Linked DNA regions of Gossypium hirsutum: all the other regions are linked to region 4. Evidence: chromatin contacts called from public Hi-C data. All regions are on one chromosome and are shown on one strand. Each heading gives the region's core, a stretch centred on a gene start, on an enhancer-like site or on the middle of the called end of the contact. The rest is flanking DNA. Distances are from core to core; before and after follow the strand shown. Region 1 holds the start of LOC107897924. Region 2 holds the start of LOC107897923 (calcium uptake protein, mitochondrial). Region 3 holds the start of LOC107912587 (protein PHOX1). Region 4 holds the start of LOC107913058 (NEDD8 ultimate buster 1).

The links. A called contact is a pair of places that touch in the nucleus more often than the background predicts.
Region 1: a Hi-C map of leaf shows a contact between it and region 4, with 2.0 times the contacts expected there. The contact joins the promoter of LOC107897924 here to the promoter of LOC107913058 in region 4. A contact is called at or near these places in 2 of 34 Hi-C or Micro-C datasets (both in leaf).
Region 2: a contact with region 4 is called in a Hi-C map of hypocotyl, with 2.2 times the contacts expected there. The contact joins the promoter of LOC107897923 here to the promoter of LOC107913058 in region 4. A contact is called at or near these places in 3 of 34 Hi-C or Micro-C datasets (callus, hypocotyl and leaf).
Region 3: a Hi-C map of hypocotyl shows a contact between it and region 4, with 2.1 times the contacts expected there. The contact joins the promoter of LOC107912587 here to the promoter of LOC107913058 in region 4. A contact is called at or near these places in 5 of 34 Hi-C or Micro-C datasets (callus, hypocotyl and leaf).

What each region holds. Positions count from the first base shown.
Region 1 is chrD08:24,790,125-24,795,009 of Gossypium_hirsutum_v2.1, reverse strand. LOC107897924 reads right to left here and starts at 3,277. Exons shown (of 1, transcript XM_016823531.2): 1 at 1,943-3,277. The coding sequence starts at 3,048. The coding sequence ends at 2,299.
Region 2 is chrD08:24,734,859-24,739,964 of Gossypium_hirsutum_v2.1, reverse strand. LOC107897923 (calcium uptake protein, mitochondrial) reads left to right here and starts at 1,301. Exons shown (of 7, transcript XM_016823530.2): 1 at 1,301-1,741; 2 at 1,833-1,900; 3 at 2,024-2,250; 4 at 2,338-2,421; 5 at 2,502-2,715; 6 at 2,794-3,090; 7 at 3,210-3,786. The coding sequence starts at 1,348. The coding sequence ends at 3,398.
Region 3 is chrD08:24,424,579-24,429,911 of Gossypium_hirsutum_v2.1, reverse strand. LOC107912587 (protein PHOX1) reads left to right here and starts at 2,114. Exons shown (of 3, transcript XM_016840833.2): 1 at 2,114-4,972; 2 at 5,067-5,322. The coding sequence starts at 2,836. The coding sequence ends at 5,215.
Region 4 is chrD08:24,556,254-24,561,016 of Gossypium_hirsutum_v2.1, reverse strand. LOC107913058 (NEDD8 ultimate buster 1) reads left to right here and starts at 2,075. Exons shown (of 11, transcript XM_041099260.1): 1 at 2,075-2,523; 2 at 3,253-3,375; 3 at 3,457-3,553; 4 at 3,914-3,949; 5 at 4,178-4,365; 6 at 4,480-4,582. The coding sequence starts at 2,219.

The sequences.
Region 1 (4,885 bases), core at 2,028-4,527, 230 kb before region 4:
ACAGCTTTGTAAATTTTGTCGAGATATTAGGCGTATAGGATTATCTACCTTTGAGTTACAAAGTATATATAAAAAAAATGTTTATGACCTGTTATCTACTATCATATCCTATAGAGTAAAGCTTCATTGAAGGACTTTTGAACTCATATATATTCCTAGGCAATCGTTGTCCATATATTCCTAGGCTAGATTGAAGGACTTTTGATCACATATATAAACAGTGAACTTGCATACGGTTTGCAAACACATTTATTTTATTTTTCAACAATTTAAAAAAAATAAATTAAAATAAATCATAAATCATAATATAAACTATCAAGATTCTAAAAAAAAAATTATTTTTTATTTTTATTTTTTCAATCATAATATTTTTGAAAGGTTAGAAATTTTGCAACAAGTTTTTAATAAATAAGTGCAATACGTTTTTAATTAATATATACAACCAAATTCATGTATTGCACATGATAACAAACTAGTTTAAATATATATGAAACTAGATCCCATACGCATATCCTCTACCTGATCTTTTTGTGTTGTATCATTGTCTTAAGTTTAACTCAATTGAAGAGTGAGACCTTAGATACATACCCAAATCTGACACCTCTGCTTGAATTTGAGTAACATAGCTTACAAATATGCTTGGGCTTTATTGGTTGGGTCTTACACTAAGATTGTTTGGGACGGAGTGTGGAAGGGATATTTTGGAAGACTACTTTTGCAGCACATCTTAGGCTACCTATGTTTTTTTTCTTTTTGACATAAAGGAGGCTGCAGCTTAGAGATAAGAAATGGGGTTGCTGATATAACCCAAACTTACTGACACCGTATTGTATGAATCAATTGAGCTAAGCTTAGGTATTTCTATTTTTACTTTAGCAAGTTTTTGCTTCACAAACTTTATTTAATGCAGTTCATGTTTAGATGCCTGTCTATTTACTCATAAACACATCCATGCTATAGAATTAGTCTAGAATTGCGTTGATGAGTAGTTGATAACTTGATAATGGGGGCATATTACCATTGTTAATAAATGGCTTTGCAAGTAGGTCTGTATTGTGATTATGGAGGATGCTAATGCAAGCTGGAATTATTAAATACTTTTAAACCCAATGCAGTAATGGCTCTTCTTTTTCTAATTGATTTTGTACATGAAGTATTATATTTTGCATTGAACCATTAGGTTCCAAACACAAAATGCCATAAAACTATCTTCATTTTGCCTGAAAACAGAACGGAAATAGCTAGTATATCTTCATCAATTTACTTAGACCAAATCAAATTTTTATCAGATACATCTTTTCCCGACTTCTTATTCTAATAGCTCCTTCAACTTGGATTGTAATATGGACTCATAAAGGAACTACCAAAGGCAAATGCAATAAAACTCCAAATCCCAACTGTTCTACAACTTTTCAACAGGCTTTTGATCAGCTTTTGCCAAGTTCTATCAAAACTCTGGATCCTTGCAAAACAAGCAAACGTGTAGCCTTTAACCATGCTTTTTATATGTGCCAGTAGGCTGTGGCCCCTTTGTTTAAATGAACAGACAGAAAGTTATATTTGTATTTATAGACAAGAATTTAAAGAATGTAGATGCCGAGAGTTACCAACATTTAGTTAAATTGAATAAGAGAGGTTGGTAATGATCGCAACTTTTGAGACACTTGCAGGCAGATGAAATATAACACTATTGTTTTACAGAGCAGCTAAATCAAACTTGTTTGCTACTTGTGAAGCAGCTAGTTAATGTCTGCACCTCAAAACTTTACTTTCAAGCAACATAGAACAGCGTTCTTACACTACTGAAAATATGGAAATCACCTAGAAGAATCTGGTTCCTTGTATTACTGCTCATTTTCATACCATTGCTCAGGATATCAGCAAATGAAACTAAGAATAGTTGGTTCAGGAACTTGTTCCCAAACAGTTGCAAACTCAGAAATTAGAAGAAAGCTCACAGCACACAATCTATGGTTTATTTTTCTTTTTTCATTACAAGGACATGAAGGTTTCCAAAATGAAGGATTTTACAACTCAAAAACATCCTACCAAACCATAAATTTCGAAAATTTAGCTGAAATGAACTCAAAATGAGTATAAAACTATGAGATGCGTGTTGATGATAAATAAAACCGTCCAACACGACTTTAGTATACTAATTTTGGGACACCCTAACCTTATATCAGAATCAGGTTCAGATGCAAAGGCATATAGGGAAGCCCCTCTGAGTGGAAGGAAACATCTGAATGACATGTATCTTACCTTTCCACTGAAAACTATGAAAGACATGTCGTGAAGTCAAGTGGGTTTCATGTCCTGAAACATTGCAGCCCATAATGTCTGATCACCATAGTCCCTGCCTGTCTTTTCCTTGTAGTAGTCACCATGAATCTTTGGGCTTGGAGGTCTTACATAAGTAAGAGGTGCTGATAGTTTTGGGCTCCTATTTGTTGTGAGAATCAACCTCTCTTGTGCAATTGCAATATCAATAGGACCAGATGTCACAGGGCTCTTATAGTTGAACACCAGATTCTCCTGCATTTTTCTGTCTAGTGGCCCTGACAATTTTAGGCTCCTAGGAGGGGCAAGCAACTTCTCTTGTACTCTACAATCCAGGGGGCCAGATTTTGCTATCTTCCTGGTTCTCCGCACTGGCTGCTCAATGTTCACCTCCTTCTCACTGTTGCACTTCCTTGTCAATCCTCCTCTCCACTGATCTCGATAACGACCCGGCTCCGGCAGCAGCTTAATCGAGTTATTCTCATGGTGAACCAACTTGTTAACATACTTGTTAAAGCTCTTTCTGGTTTTGTTGATTGCCAAAATGAGCTTGGACAGGCTATTAGGGGTTTCTCCAACTTCCTTCCTAGCAAGCTTGAGAATCTCAAGCCTATGCTTGGCAACTGATATGCCCATGCTCTGAAGAAACTCATGATTGAAGTAGGCTAAATCCTCTTTTTGAAGCTCATTACGGGAGAAGGCAAGGCCATAGTCATAGATAAGTGAGGGCTCAAGGGCAGTTTTTGACAACCAAGAGTACCAATCCATGGCAATGGAGCTTGGCTTATGCCATAGGACGCTGAAAAGATTGGAGGTTTGCGGTGTTGTAATGGTTTCACGTGGGTGGTCCAACCCTCCAAGGGGGTATATATAAAAAAGAGATAAGAAAGGTGAAAGAGTAAATAAATGTGGTGGGTGTATAGGGATTGTGAACTCTCTCTCTCTCTCTCTGGTTGCTCTAATAGAAATTTGAGAATGACACCAAATGAAATAGTGAAATATAAATGTCTTTAGGAACTTACCCACCTTGTTTTTTTATTTTTGTTTTTTTATTGTAGGGTTCCTTTGGGCATTACAATAAACTTTTTCTCCTTTTTCTAGGTCTGGATTACAGGTGCATATTGGCGTTAAGCTTAAGGCGCTGGCAAAAAGGACTTAATGATGTAGGCTAGGCTGACCTTTTTCCCATAAACATGATAGGGAATGGTTGCTTAAATATGGCCCATAACTTTCAACCAACAGCCTCTTTATCTCAGAATTTAATCTTTGCTATGCCTACCTAATTTGCCTGTTTCAGTTAACACACTGATTCATTTGGAAGAACCGTACGTTCACAAAAATTTTAGATTTCTTGTGATGAAATTTTAGTTCGACGCTATTAAAAGATGTAACTGTGATTTATTGATATTTGGTCACTGTTATGAGCAATGGTTAGTGTAGAGCTTAAAAGCTATTGATATTTGGTCACTGTTATGAGCAATGGTTAGTGTAGAGCTTAAAAGCTACAAGGACCAACAAAAATGGTGACATTGAAGGTTATTTAATTCAATAACCTACCCAAAAATGATGAGCCAATCATAAACAGTTAAAAATCATATATATTGTATCTGGGATCTGTGGGAAAACATGTTTTTAGTGAGCAGGTATGTATGAATTTCGGTGAAAAGGACCTAAAATTCAGATAGAGGTTTGAAAAAGGATATCCTTAAGCATATGAAACACAACAGCTTTAACCCGAATATAGGAATATACACTTAACATGAATATAGTCAATTTATAACTTAATGCATGCTGAACGCAATTATTAGTATTTTGGTTGAATTAATCAAATTTGGGTAGTGGACCGAATAAAGCATTTCAAAATAATAAAGAGGCAGCTAAGAAAGCAGTATTTATGGAGGAGAAATGCAAGGGTGGGTAAAGCGTATCAAATTTTATGTCTCCATCTGTTTCTTTTAGACTGCTTTGGGGTGCACTGAATTTAAATTATAAAAAGTTCTAATTCACTTTTTTTTCTTTTTTTTTATGAAACAAGGTTTTTAAATTCTGATTAATAGTCCAACTGGTTATACCATTAATTTTTAATTTAATTAGTTTGCCTAATATAATTGAATAAATTATCTAAAAAATTATAATTTTTAAAAAATAAAACATATTGATTCAACTCTTTATTTTGAATTGATTGATTTCTAATCCAATCGACCCGACTAATCGGTCTTTTTAAAAACAATATATAGATATTAAAATTGCCTTAAGGTTCAACGAAGTTAATGCTGTATCATTTCTTTAATGAGATCTTTAGGTATCATTGTTCAAATTTGGAATTGAATCAAACAAAATTTTCCCAACACTAATTTTTTTCAACTCCAACCTCAAACTTTAGAATTCAATCAAGCAGACACTGGTGTTAGCGCTCTTCATTTGCCTCTGTCCTTTTCTGGAAAAGAAAAGAGTTTGTGCGGACTGCTGAAAGAAGGAAAAAAGAAAAAGAAAAATCACCAATTTCATTTAAATATAGCATTTATGTTTTCCTTTTTTGACACCATTATCAAGAAAAATCTTCACTTTTTTTCCCGCGTTTCTTAATTAGCAAATGTATCAATTG
Region 2 (5,106 bases), core at 52-2,551, 180 kb before region 4:
CTTTTTTATACATAAGTATATTAGTTTTTATAATTTATATAGCATGGACAAATAAATAAATTATGCACATATTTTTTAGCTATAACTTTTTATAAATAAGTATATTATAATACTTCTTATAGAACCCAAATTATTTTTTATAATATACTTTTTGGCTATAACTTTAGAATTTCGTTTAGGGTTTATATTATATTATTTTTTGCTATAACTTTATAAAATATACACACATTATTTTTATAATATAATTTTTTAGGATTTATAATATAACTTTAGAAATTTTTGTCATAACCATCACAACCATTCATACTTGTTTATGTTTATAATATAATTTTCATAACTTAAACTTGTATAAAAAAATACTTTTTTAAAGTTAAATCATGTATGAGTGTTTGGAAAGCCATAAGATAATTAGATTTTGGTATAATTATTCGTGTAATTACTCCAATTCTTACCCAGTTGTTCATGAATTAAGTAAAAGTATTAGCTCTAAAATGCTCATTCAAGAAAAGTTCTAAAAAAATTAAATTTAGCTTTAGGTGATTGCGCTGAGTAAGTTTTTTTTTGCTCTTCGAATGAAAATGCTCACTTTTTTTTTTGATTTTGTTTTTAAGTTTTCCACTTTTTATGTGATTAGTATGGTTGAGAATGTTTATTTCCACAAATTAAAGGTTATGGTTATGGCTGTGGTAGTGATTTTAGGGGACGAGATGCAACTTTAGGATAGGACAGTGAAATGTGAGTATGCTGTAGATGTAATTATTTGTGATATAAAAGCATGTTTCCAACCATAAGTTTAGATGGTGGCTGATTAGGGTTTTCATTTCTCACTTATTCATCTTTCTCATATAGCTAAATCAGCTTGACTATTAAAAGGTCATGTAAATCAAAGGCTAATCTTTTGTTTATTATTTTATTATACATTTGTAACCAAGTATTGATGTTAAATTTTGGAATGTTGGCTCTACGTGTAGACATGCATTATGGTTTTACAAATTATGTTGGAATTTATAGAGAATAATCATTCAATTAAGCTTTATTCCAGTTTAACAAACCAAACATATCGGGAATGGGTTGAGATAAAAGGGATAAGCTTTATTCCGACAGATTTTTTCCTGTTGTCAGTTAATGAAAATGATCATGTTCGCTTGGTAAGAGAGAAAATCGGATCTAAAATGGAGAAACGAACAAAATCATCGAATATTAACCATATGGTATTATAGTAGTAATCAAAATCGGCCGCCAATTTTCTCGGTCAAAATTATCCCAACTTTCTATAAATTCTATTATCATCACCAAAAACAAAATAGCACCGATTCACCCAAAGCATACGATAAGCGAAACCGTAATATGTTCTCTTTGCCATCTCTCAGGAAATCCTCACCATTAATCAAACAAGTGGTTGCTAATCAACGGTCGAATAGTGTTCGTCCGGTGTTTAACCAATCAAAGGACTCTTCTTCTTCATTTTTGAGCTTGTTGAAGAAACCTTCCTCTGCTGGTGGGTCCACTGCCGCCGGTGACAAAAACAGTGGGGGAGACCAACTGTTGAGATCAGTCTCTACTGGGGTTTTGATTGCTGGCTCTACTTTAGGCTTTTGCTACTTTTCTCGGTCTTCTTTTGATAGCAATTATTGGGTTTCTTTTGCGGATGCCCCTAATGGGGCAACATGGGCCCCTGATAGCGTTGCTGATCAGTTCGAACATGGGATTCCCGACAAGAAATCCAAGTATCTCTTTGGAGGTAGTCTTGTTGAACTGATGAAGCATCGATTTTAAATCCTTTGCTGGAAATTACGTGTTTAATCTTTTCTCTTTTTAAATTAATGTTTCAGAATCATACAGGAGAAGAGTCTTCTTCAATTATGAGAAACGCATAAGGTTGCAAAGTCCCCCTGAAAAGGTTTAAAAAAAAAAAACATTTACAATGTTGATTACATAATATTTTCTATTAGGCAAGTGCTTAGAGATAATCTGAGAACCAAAATAAAATGCCATTTAACTAAGAATTGTGTCTATGAATCAGGTGTTCGATTACTTTGCATCGTATAGCACTCCGGAAGGAGATGTTCTTATGACACCGGGGGATTTGATGCGGGCACTGGTCCCTGTATTTCCTCCCTCGGGATCAAATCGTGTTCGAGAGGGTTCTCTGAGAGGGGAATGGGTAAAGCCTGGGGAGTTACATTGTCCCCCTTCCAAATTTTTCATGCTTTTTGATACCAACAATGATGGACTCATCTCTTTTCCAGAGTAAGTTTCCAACTGTTTATTCATATCTAATAGTAATACACTATAATTAACTCGTCCGTAATCATTTCTCCTGTGTCACACTTGCAGGTACATCTTCTTTGTTACACTTCTTAGCATCCCTGAATCAAGCTTCTCAGTTGCTTTTAAAATGTTCGACCTTGACCATAACGGGTGTGTGTTACTTCTAACAAGGTTCGATGCTCACTTGTTTGACAAAATACTAACAATAATAATATTTTGATTACAAACAGAGAAATAGATAGGGAAGAATTCAAGAAAGTGATGACATTGATGCGATCACAAAATAAGCAAGCGGCTCGCCACAGGGATGGACTGAGACTTGGCCTTAAAGTTGCAGAGCCTGTAGAAAATGGGGGCTTGGTAGAGTATTTCTTCGGACAAGATGGCAAGACTTGTCTAAAGCACGACACATTTGTCCAGTTTTTAAGAGATTTACATGAGGAAGTATGTGTCACTCAAAACAATCAGTTTGACTTATTACTTGGAAAGCAAGCAACTGATTTCTACCTTTGAATGTTGTAGATTTTGAAGTTGGAGTTTTCCCATTACGACTACAAGGTACATGGAACAATATCAGCTAAAGATTTCGCATTGTCGTTGGTGGCCTCTGCTGATATTAGCGACATAAGTAAGCTGCTGGATCGTGTTGATGAAATCGACAAGGAGTCACATCTTAAAGATGTGCGGATTACTTTTGAAGAATTCAAAAGTTTTGCTGAGCTACGAAAAAAGCTTCAACCGTTTTCGCTAGCGATTTTCAGTTATGGAAAAGTAAATGGGGTGTTAACCAAGAAGGATTTCCAAAGAGCTGCATCCAAAGTATGTATTGCAAACTATCTTAGTTCAAGTAAATGGGGTGCTTAGATGTTTTGACATTTTAATTACCTATTATTCTTTTGTGAATACTAATGGTGCATGTTGTTGGGAAACTGTTGAAGGTATGTGAAGTATCCTTAACTGATAACGTGGTAGACATAATATTCCATGTGTTCGATACAAATCGAGATGGGAGTTTAAGCTCAGATGAGTTTGTGAAAGTAGTACAGAGACGTGAACGGGACGACTCTCAGCCTAAAGCAGAGTCGAAGGGATTGATATCTTGCCTGCTAAGTTGTGCAGCAAAATGATCCAATTCAAAGCTGTTTCCTTTGATTTGTGAGATGATCATCATCTTACAATGTATTGGAAGATATATATACTTTACTGAGTCAAACAAGGCAGATCAGTTGCTTCTTGAAAATCAAAACCTATTGTTGTTATGGATACCAGCCAAGGTGAATGAATGGTCATCCGTAGCCTCTCATATATATATATATATATTATGGATAATAATAAAAAATCTCATTTCATCGTATGCTTTCCTTGAAGTAAATGAATCTCCTCTATATATAATACATGGATAACAATAGGTGTATATATTATATTTTTCTACGAGTTTTTATATATGTAAAAATCATGGATTGTCTTGTAAACTAGTTCCTTCGATGAATAAATAGAACTTTGCCCATTTTGATATTTTTCTTGTCAAATAAATGGACTCTCTTGACTGTAATAGTTTCCCTGTTTCAGATAGTTAAATGATAGGGAGATAAAAACATTTCTTTTATGAAAATTAAGGAAAAGGCGAGTGAATAATTCTATTATTGTTTTTAATTTAATTTTTTTTATGTATGTTTATCAAGTTTATGAAAATGGTTATTTTATATTATTTGTTTTTCACTAGTTTTTAACTATAAAAAGAGAGGAAAATCTACTACTTTTTCTTTGTCATGGATTTTAAAATTTTATGAGAAAAGTTTGATTGTTTGTTTATTAAAATACAAAACTGTAATGGAAATGTTTGATTGTAATCATCACTATGACTTGAGATTACGAAAACTATGCAAACAAAAATACAAAAACCACCAAGATTTATTTATGCTGTTCGATTGATTCACACTCTGTCATTCGCTAGGTATAAGGATCTCGTCTTTGTACTTAAGAATTAGAATACTCACTCCTTAGGTATAGTGATTTCGACGACCTTGCGTCGTCTTTAGCTACACACGAAAATTCTAATAAAACAACATCAAATTTCATTCAATTCATATCCAAATACAAAGTCATATATATATTTTATTTTATTCAATTTAGTCCCTATACTCAGGATATGTGTATTTTTCGATATTTAGCTTCAGATCAAAATCTGATTTCACATTCTTTCATTAGGGACTCTATACTTTCTATTCCTAGCATAATTTCATGGCGGATTTTCAATTTATTCAATTTGGTTCATAATGTTACAAAGTTAACTAACAAGCTTATTTAGAATTAAAATTTAGTCATTATCATGATCAGAGCTTAATATCTATCAAATTCAAGTCTAATTCATAAATTTCTCAATAATGAAAACTTACTAAAAATTCAACAATTAAATAAATTGATCCATAATCTAGCTAAATCAAGTTTCCATGATCATAAATTTATAAAAATTACATGAAAAATAGTTTGGTTACCTTAGAATTTAGCTTGGTCGAATGCTTAGACTCAACAATGGTGGTTTTCTTGATTTTTGTTCAACTTGACGGTGAGAAAGATGATGAAATCTCATATTATCTCCAATATCTAAGGTATTTATTAATTAACCTTAATTGCTTAATTTAATTAGATTATTATAATTAATTTACCATTAATTAATTTAAGTGAAATCAAGGTTATCACCCACTAACTATAAGAAAATAATGGTTTAATATCCATTTTACTGATCCGGATAATTGCTATTTAGATCTCTTAGGCCTTTTCTTAATTAAAATTCAATAGTGATTGGACTTTTATAATTTTCTTTGAGCTTTAAGT
Region 3 (5,333 bases), core at 865-3,364, 130 kb after region 4:
CATTGTATTGCATCAAATGAACTCACGAGTCCCTTATTCCTTCAAACATGTCTTTCGGGACCTTGAGGTCACTTGGTAGGTCAGTGGGTTATTAGAGCAGAACAGTTAATCCATGTCTTGCGATTCAGGGTGTAATGCTCGTACATCTCTTCGTAACTTGTCTATCTCGTTCTACCATTCCTTAGCCTGGGTGCCTGGGGCCTCGTTCTACGTGTTTATATTATCCTAGAAACTAGAGTTATCAGAATGTACCTTTCTTTATAGCTCCTTGTTCTACTTCAACAGCTCATGTTGAATAGCTTATTGTTGTTCGAATTGTGCCTCTTGAACAACCATCTACTCTCTCATAAGTCTCATTTACTCCTGAAGGGTCAAGAACTGCTACGGGGGTACCTCTTGGTTGAAAGGGAGTGACAACCCTTGACTGGTAGAAATATTCAAGTCTAAAGGACTAAAAGCTCCTCAATAAATTGTGTTGTCGAGGTTTTCTGGTCTATCGGTGAACCATCTGGTGAATAAGTCTGTTTTGTTGTGCCGGTCGCCAAAACCTAACGCTCTGACCTATCCTGGTGAAGAGTTAAGAGGGAAATTTTCACTCTAGTGAGCCATTTGCTTCGAAAATTGAAGAAAACTTAATCAAACTTCAAAAAATTTGATGATTAGAAGTTCGTCTACGCTCACTGCACCAATTGTTGAGTAATATTTTCTCGTATGTTATTGATAGGAGTGTTCGGGTATTTATACATGTTGTTATAGATGTTATTATAGCTTATGATAGGACCTCACTATTTTGTCTTGACTCTGCTATCTCTAGTATTGACATTTTCTGTCTCTAATACTGACATTCTCTGCGAACTCCAAGTTTGCTGAGCACGTGTCTATAGGACAAACGATCCTTTCTGTTCTTGGGATTGACATTCTAGGCAGGCTTCGTACCCGCTAAACATAACGGAGCATGTGGCCCCTACTTGCAAGCTCCTTAGGTCCCTACGAGTTGGGTCTGTGGTCTTGTGTTACGAGCTGAGTCCTTGGCTTTGCCTTGCGTGCTGAGTTTGTGAACTTGCTCTACAAGTAAGGCTCGGGAGCTCGCCTTGCTATCCTCTCGTAGCTCGCTTTGCACCTAATATTCAGGTGGAACCTATCTAGATCATGGATCGAAGACTCGAATCCCTAATAGGACTTGAGTTGATAATTACTAATATATAACACTACTTTTATTACCATATCATTAATTTATTATGTCCATCGCATTAGTTATCACATCACGAGCTTCAATGGAAAAGATGATGTGAACTTGAATGAAAAAGATAATTTCAAGGATTTACAATACGGAATTTTTTTATCATTCAAGGAAAAAATTTGAAATTTTCAGAGTTGCGTAGAGAAGGAGGGCGGAGGACATTGGGATTGTGGCGGTGACTCCTAACAAAAGTAAATAGTCAACATCACGTTTCTGTAGGAATCTTTCTTACCACTTTCCAACAACACTTGTCTTGCCGTTTACCGTTTGCACTCCAACTTGCTTTGGAAGTTGCTTCAGACCCACCACACTTCACGCTTTTTATTTATTACTTATATATGTGGTTGAAATTACAAGACAAACATTTCTATTTTATCATATATTTTAAACATGACTTCTGCCAACCTGCCCTTCAACTTTCAAGCTAAGGAATTCTGAACCTTTGCCACGTGTTTTACTATTCTTTTTTATTGCTTTAATATTTATTTATTTATTTCATAAATAATTTTAAAAAATTGTTTTGTATATTTTTCCTACATACATCAACGATTCAACCTTTAGGATTAAAATTTATAAAACTTCAAACCAAATTTATTAAGCTATTACTAAATAAATATAATTAGATTTTTATAATTATTTGGATTGGAAGTAGCAAAATCTAAAGAAGCTGACAAGTTTATTCTTTAATGACAAATGAAGGTGCCAATAGTCAAAAAAAAAAAATCTCTGCCTTTGGCCGTTTTATCAAACATAGCCAAGGAACCTGGAATCCCTTGGAAAATGGGTCCTTTTTATTTTTTCTGAATTTAAAAAAAAAAACTTAAAGCAATTTGCGTTTGAAATATAGAGGAGGAAAAAAAAAAAAAAACACGCACAGACACACACACACACAAAGAAAGCTTTTTGTGGCGTTCACGTTAAGCTGAAATTCACGTTGTAAAAAAAAAGAAAAAAAAAAAAGAGCAACACTAAAATATAAAACAGAAAACGTTGGTCTGTTTTCTTTTCTTCCGTATTCTCCCTACAACACACACATATTCCATTTTCTCACAAAAACATTATCTTTTTCAATTTTCCTGGAAAAGTTCCACACCTCATTTCCCCTACATAAATAATCCCTTGCCTTCTAATTTCCTTCTTTATTTTTGGTTTTGCATCAAGGTCTTATCTTTCTAGCTGAAACTGAGCCTGCCTATTATTCTGTTTCTCTCTCAACTGGGATTTCTTAATACTTCGTTAAGGGCTGACAGCTTCTAGTTTTGAGGTGGTAAAGATAATATATATTTTTTCTATTCCCATTTTGGTATCTGGGTTTTAATTCTTTTTAGGTGTCTAAGAGCTTTTGTTTTGGTGTGCTTGTCATATCTGCTGTATTTGAACTGGTTTTTGAATCTTTATTCATATTAAAAGTTGTAAAAAGTTTTTAAGTGTTTTAAGGTCTTTTTGGTGGTGGGAGGTTGCTTGTGGTTTTAGCTACTGGGGTTGAGCTTTTTTAAACTTGTGTAAGAAGTTAGTTCAGGACCAGGGTAGGGATTTGTTTTCTTGGTCAGGGTTTCTGGATTGAGTCACGTAATATAGTTGGGGTTGGATTTACAATGGGGAAGCATAGTGGAAAGCACAAGAAGCAAACAGGGGATAATAATGTGAAGCAAAAGAAAGTTGGAGACAATAGTTCGAAATCATATGATTCAGACACGGCAGTTTTCATTGCCATGTCTCAAGAACTGAAAGAAGAGGGGAACAAACTGTTTCAGAAAAGGGACCATGAAGGAGCAATGTTGACATATGAGAAGGCTCTCAAATTGCTTCCAAAGAATCACATAGATGTATGCCATCTTAGGACTAATATTGCTGCATGTTATATGCAGATGGGATTGAGTGAGTACCCCAAGGCTATCCATGAGTGTGATTTGGCATTAGAGGTTACTCCCAAGTATAGCAAGGCACTTGTAAAGAGAGCCAGGTGTTACGAATCTTTGAATAGGCTGGAATTAGCTCTCAGAGATGTTAATACAGTTCTTAACATGGAGCCTAATAATGTCATGGCATTAGAGATTTCAGAAAGGGTAAGAAGCTCACTTGAGAAAGAAGGTTTACCTGTTGAATTGCTTCTAGAATCCGTTGAACCTCCAAGTACTTCGAAAACTCCGAAAGTTGTCAAAGAGAAAACCAAGAAGAAGATCAGCAAAGCTAAAGAATCTGTTGAACCTCCAAAGGGTTCATTAATTTCGGAAGTTGTCCAAGAGAAAACAGAGAAGAAGAACAAGAAAAAGATCTGTAAAGCTGAAGAATCTGTTGAACCTCCAAGGGATTCACAAATTCCGGAAGTTGTCGAAGAGAAAACCGAGAAGAAGAACAAGAAGAAGATCAGTAAAGCTAAAGATAACAAGGCTGCGGATCGAATTGAGGAGAAGGAGGTTGATGGAAATGTAGAGGAAAAGAAGGCTGAGGATAAACTGGTTATAGAGGAGAAAATTAGCAGTAAAGCGGAAGAACCAAAGAAGACTGTCAAGTTGATTTTGGGTGAAGATATAAGATGCGCTCAGTTACCACTTAATTGCAGCCTTCTGCAACTAAGGGAAGTAATTCATGATCGATTTCCTAGTTTGAGAGCAGTTCTTGTCAAATACAGAGATGAAGAAGGTGATTTAGTCACAATCACCAGTGATGAAGAGTTGAAATTGGCTGAAATATCAGCAGAATCCCAGGGTTCTGTGAGGCTGTATGTTGTAGAAGTCAATCCTGAGCAGGATCCACTCTTTGAGAGATTTAAGCATGAGGAAGTTCACATTCTTGACATCAAACAAGGTAAGGCAACTGAAAATGGCCATGCCAGAAAAGTTGTGGAAACCAGAAAAGAATCCTGTTGCATCGATGACTGGATAATTGAGTTTGCTCAACTATTCAAGAACTATGTTGGGTTTGATTTAGACGCATACTTGAATCTCCATGAGCTTGGTATGAAGCAATATTCTGAGGCCATGGAGGACATAGTTACAAGTGAAGAGGCACAGGATCTTTTCGACATGGCAGCTGAGAAATTCCAAGAGATGACAGCATTAGCATTGTTCAACTGGGGAAATGTTCACATGTCCAGGGCAAGGAAGAGGGTATACTTCACTGAAGATGGTTCGAGAGAATCTGTACTTAAGCAGATCAAAACAACCTATGATTATGCACAATTAGAATATAGCAAAGCTGGTAAGAGATACGAGGAAGCACTGAGAATCAAGCCAGATTTCTATGAAGCTCATCTAGCTCTAGCACAACAACAGTTTGAGCAGGCAAAACTTTCTTGGTATTATGCAATTGGCAACAATGTTGATATGGAAACATGGCCTTCTGAGAAGGTCCTGCACCTTTATAACAATGCCGAGGAAAATATGGAGAGGGGTATGCAGATGTGGGAAGAGTTAGAACAGCAGCGCCTGCTTGAGCTTTCTGATTTGAAGGATGAACAAAAGCAGTTGAAGAAAATGGGATTGGATGGTTTACTGAAAGATATAACAGCAGATGAAGCAGCAGAGCAGGCAATCAACATGAGTGCTCTGATAAACATTTTATGGGGCACCATACTTTACGAACGTTCGAACATGGAATTTAAACTAGGGCTACCTGTCTGGCATGAATGTTTGGAGGTTGCTGTTGAGAAGTTTGAGCATGCTGGAGCTTCTCCCACTGATGTAGCTGTTATGGTAAAGAACCACTGTTCAAATAACATTGCTTTGGAAGGTAACCTATGGTTAGAAATTCATAACTTTGTGTCATCAACTGGACATCTGCTTACCCCTTAAAAAGCACTAACTTACCTTTCTATCACTTGCAGGTTTAGGGTTTAAGATTGACGAGATAATACAGGCATGGAATGAGATGTATGAAGCTAAAAAGTGGCAGAGCAAGATTCCATTATGGCGACTAGAACCATTACTTAGACGGCGAGTTTCCAAAATTTATCATGCACTGGAGCATGCATAAGTTCCATACTGTTTTGATTGGGATTTACAGGAGAACGTTTGGTCAAAAGACCATTCTTAAATGCTTCATATTATCTGAAGTGATATGAAGTACTGCATTAAAGTTAGGTAAGCTGATT
Region 4 (4,763 bases), core at 826-3,325:
CGAAACGAATGTGTGGTAACCAACAAAAGAGACAGAAACAGAAAGAATAATGGAAAGAAAAAATTCATGTTTGACAACATAAAAACAAAAGGTGAAGAAAGGGAGAAGAGATGGCATTAGAAAGGTGGAGAGTTTTGAGAAAATCAAAATTTTACAAAAAGAAAACGATAATACTTAGAAAATTTGATAACCCCAAAATCCACTTCCCTAAATTCTTTCTACCAAACTGCCACTACTCAGATTTCCAATACAACTCAAACTCTCCAACTGACGAGCAAATAAAAATATATTTGTCCTTACACTCATGCAAGGATTCAAACTTCTAACCCTCTGCCAACCAACACTTCTTTTAACCACCAGACCAGCAGGCTCATTTTGGTAAGTACTTACAAACTTTTAATTAAAAGCCTACTAGCTAGAAATAGGGGTTAAGTCAGAAAAATACTAAAATTTGCCAAAGTCAAGACTTGAACTCAAGACCTCCCAGACTCACTTAAAGCACTTAACCACAAATGCCGATACACAATTGTGTCATATTTTCACAATAACAATAATAAGAATTTTGGGACGTTACATTTTTATATTTTATTAAATTTTATTATTTTATTGTTATTTTTTTCTAATTTTTAATAAGAGCAGGGGCTTAATTGCTATTTTGAAAAAAATTGAGGGTCTTTTTGGTATATTTTGAAAGTTTAAGTACCCAATTGAGTGAAAAAATAGCAGGGATTTAATTGCTTTTTTTAAAGAAGTTTGAGGGCCTTTTTGATGCATTTTGAAAGTTCAAGTGCTCAATTAAGTGTAAAAAATAAGAAGGGGCTTAATTGCTTTTTTGGAAAAAGTTTGAGGGCTTTTTACACCTTTAAGCCAAAATTAATTGAATAAGTTAAATTTTGAATCGTAACTAGAGGTGAGTTAATCGAATTGAGTTATTTGATTTTTTCGAGTCAACTCAAATAAGTAATTCGAGTTCTAATCGAGTTGAATTTTATAATTTGAATAACTAGAATAATTCAAATAACTGATTGGTGTATATACCCATTTGGTCCCTGTCAGTTTTGAAAATGAGCAAATTAGTCTCTTTCTCTCAACAAAAATTACAAAAAAAGTAAAAATCAAAATATTTATAAAAATTTCAAAATTTATATTTTTTGAAAAATTATTCAAATTTAAAAAAAAATCTAAGGAATATATAAAGAAAGTTAAAATTTTAAAATTTTTCTAAATTAATACTTTGGGACCTAATTAATTAACGATTTAAGTTTATTATCTTATTTTACTTTGAATTTTTTTCAAATATATATGACTGAAACAGTTTCCTTCGATTTGACTCAAATCGAAAAAATTTTAATTTGAGTTACAATGAGAAAACATGACTCATCAACTCGATTAACTTAAATTTTTTTACTCGATTTGATTTGATTCAATTCGACTGAACGCTCAACCCTAATCACAACTCATAGTTGGGAGTATTACAAAGTAAGACCACGTGGAAACCAAAGTAGAAGTGGAATTAAAAATAGGTTCAATTCTTCTATTAATCACTGTATTTTGTAAAAGTTATGGATTTAATCTATGTACTTTTCATATTTAAAATTTTCAGTTCTCACCAAATAGTAATTGTTAAATTCATTAGGTAGAGTTCTACTATTCCTAAAATTTGATGTGCATTATAATATGTATAATGCCATTTTAGCTTATTATTTCTCCGTATTACTTACTAAAAAATCAGTTAATGGATTAACGATTATCATTTGCGTTAAGACTGAAATTTTAAAATTTGAAAAGTATAGGAATTTAAAATGATCCATTTGGAGAAAATAAACTAAATCTATAGCTGTACATATAGTACATGACTAGTAATTGAATTTAACCAAAAAATTTAATTGATATTGTTTGGGCCACGACTAACACTTCAAATTTAAAAAGTACAGGACTAAAAGTGATCAATTCAAAAAAAAAAAAGATCAAATTGATAAAAAAGTATAGGGACTAAATTTTCAACTCTCGTAAAGTACAAGGGACTAATAGCAGAATTTAACCATAAAAATTCATGAACTTGCTCACTAAGATACCGTTGAACTTTACTATCTGTTTCTCTACAACCTCTATATATACACATAAGACGCCCCGTCCTCACTGGAGAAGTCTTTACCCTTTCTCACATTCGACTTTTTATTCCTTTCTTGCAAGGGAGAACAGGAAATTATATTGTGGGATGGCGAAATTGAGGATCGCAGGGACATGGGTAGGGGTGATAGACTTAGAATTGGAGAATTGGACGGTGGCAATGCTGAGGGAAGAGGTCGCCAAACGATCAAATGCCCAACGTCCTGACTCTATCAACCTTATATCTGCTGGTAAAGTTTTGAAAGATGGCGATGGCTCTCAAAACTTAACCCAATTGGGTATCAGAAACAATGCTAAGATTCTTGCCACCCGTGTCTCCGTTGATGAAGGCAAGTCCTTGGAACAAGAATTGATGGCCGAGGAAGAACGCTCTCGCAGACTTGCTCGAGTCAAGTGAGTCTTTTTGGTCAACTCTCTCCTTTTCTCTCGCCCTTTGTTTTCTTTTAAATGCGTAATTAATAGTATTCAATATTTCTGTATAAACTGAGTGCTTTTTTTTTCTTTTTAATGGTTGATTGGGTTCTTGGTTTTATTGAAATTCTGGGTTTAATCGAAGTTACCAAATTTATTCTTATAATAAGGAAATTTATGATTACGTTCATTCTTTTAGGGTTTAGGGTTATCAATCATATATTATTATGCCAAAAGGAATTGTGTTCTTGGGATGTATAAGTATTTCCATGTAGTTGATGGAATTGTAGTATTTTTCTGTCTTAGAATCATTGTGGTACTGTATTTTGAAGTCTATGATTAAATTGATAGTGTCAAATGTTAGTATTTTGCAGTGTTTGAGTCTTTGAGAGATGTTGGTCCTTTATGGTTTACCTTAAGTTGAGATGATATCAAGCGTCTACTGTTGTTTTTCGAAGTGGGGGAATACTCTGAAAAATGCGTCTTCCTCTTTGAACGTTTTAGATGGACCAAAGACTTCCATCTTACCTTTGAAAAGTTTAATGGATGCTACAGTTTTACAGTTTTACAGTTTTCCTGCATTATGAAATGATCATCTTTTCAAGATTCGGTGGGATGGATAATAGTTCCTTTCTGTTCATTTTGTAAGTACCATTGCATATCGTTTTGCAAATTAACGAGTGACTAATCCATAGTTATCTCTATGGGCAGGGCAGCAGCCACTGCACTTTCCAAGAGACATGTAGATGGTTCACTACCAATTGAAGACTTCAATATTGAACTTGAAAACCAGGGAGGGCAAAAAGTACAATTAGGAACTGAGACTGATCAGCGGTATGTCAATTTTCCCTAGGGTATTAAGACATTTGACCCCATTTTTTAAACTGAAGTAAGTTATGAATGGTCTTTAAACAGGGCAGTGATGATGGGTCTGATGCTTCATGAAAATGCAAAGAATCTACTTACGAGACAACTGTATAAAGACGCACTGGAAGTGCTTACCATGGGTGAGGTCAGTCTCTAGTATCCTTCCTCATTTGCTTCTACAGTACTAAACTTTTCTTGTTTGAATCTGGATTCTTAGAGTAGCAGCTGATAAACTTTCTTGTCTGCTATGTTAATCAGACTTGGGGGATGAGTGTTAGATACAAATATGCCTTTGACATGGATATAATAAATCTTTCCAAGTTTTCCATATATTTGGAGGGTTGTATCTCTGCATCCACGTCTAGATATGTAACTGGACATGTGATTTAGGGAAAAGAGTCCGAGAAACATAGCTTGTTAACAAAGATAATAATTTGGTTAAGGTGAAATATTTTTCTTTGAGTTTGACAATTAATTAATATAAGTTCTATATTCTTTCTTGTAGGAGGCTTTCTCACTTTGTGATCCCAAGGTCCTTGAGGTAAGATATTCCTTCTTAGAATTGAAGAAGGTTCTTTTTCTGAATAACTTAACCCATGCTGTGTTTCAGATTTTTGTTTAGGGATATAACTAAAAGTTGATTTAGCCTTTAGTTAATCCTTATATGATCTTAAACATGCATATGTTATTTGAATAATTGCATGCTTGTTCTTTAGATTTGAATCAACTCAATATCCTATACACTTTAGCTGTATGTGCTTGCTTGCAGTTTATTGACAATGTACCGATACTGCAAATAGACATGGTGTGGTGCTATTTCTTGCTTCGAGACATCAGTTGGCTTTCAGTTGCAGGAATACGCCTTGAAAAAGCCAGAGAAGGACTTGAGCGTTGTCACGGGAAGGATTTTTCCCGTGTTAGACTCCTTCAAGCTGGTTGCCAGCCAGAGCTTGCACTGTGAGTACTTTCTTAAAACTGCTTCAGTGGCTCAATTTCTATGTTTCTGGCCTTGAATGAGAATGCTGTTTGTTGCGATGTTAAGCTTATCTCTTTTGGATACTTTCTTTGTAGACATATGAGGTTGGAGTTGTTGGAAGGGGTGGTGGCATATCATAATGGTCAGTTGGATAAATCTAAAAAGGCACTGACATCTGCACAAGCAAAATTCTCACAGGTCACTATAATTACAGTCCAAAGCAGCTAGCTCTTCTATATCCCTCCCCCCCCCCCCCCCGGGCGAGGGGGACCACTACAGCTCCTCTCATCTCAATAACCTATATATACTCTTATCAGCATACATGCAGCTATCCTTTGAGCACATCTATAAACCAAGAATTACAAGACTGGATTTGCAA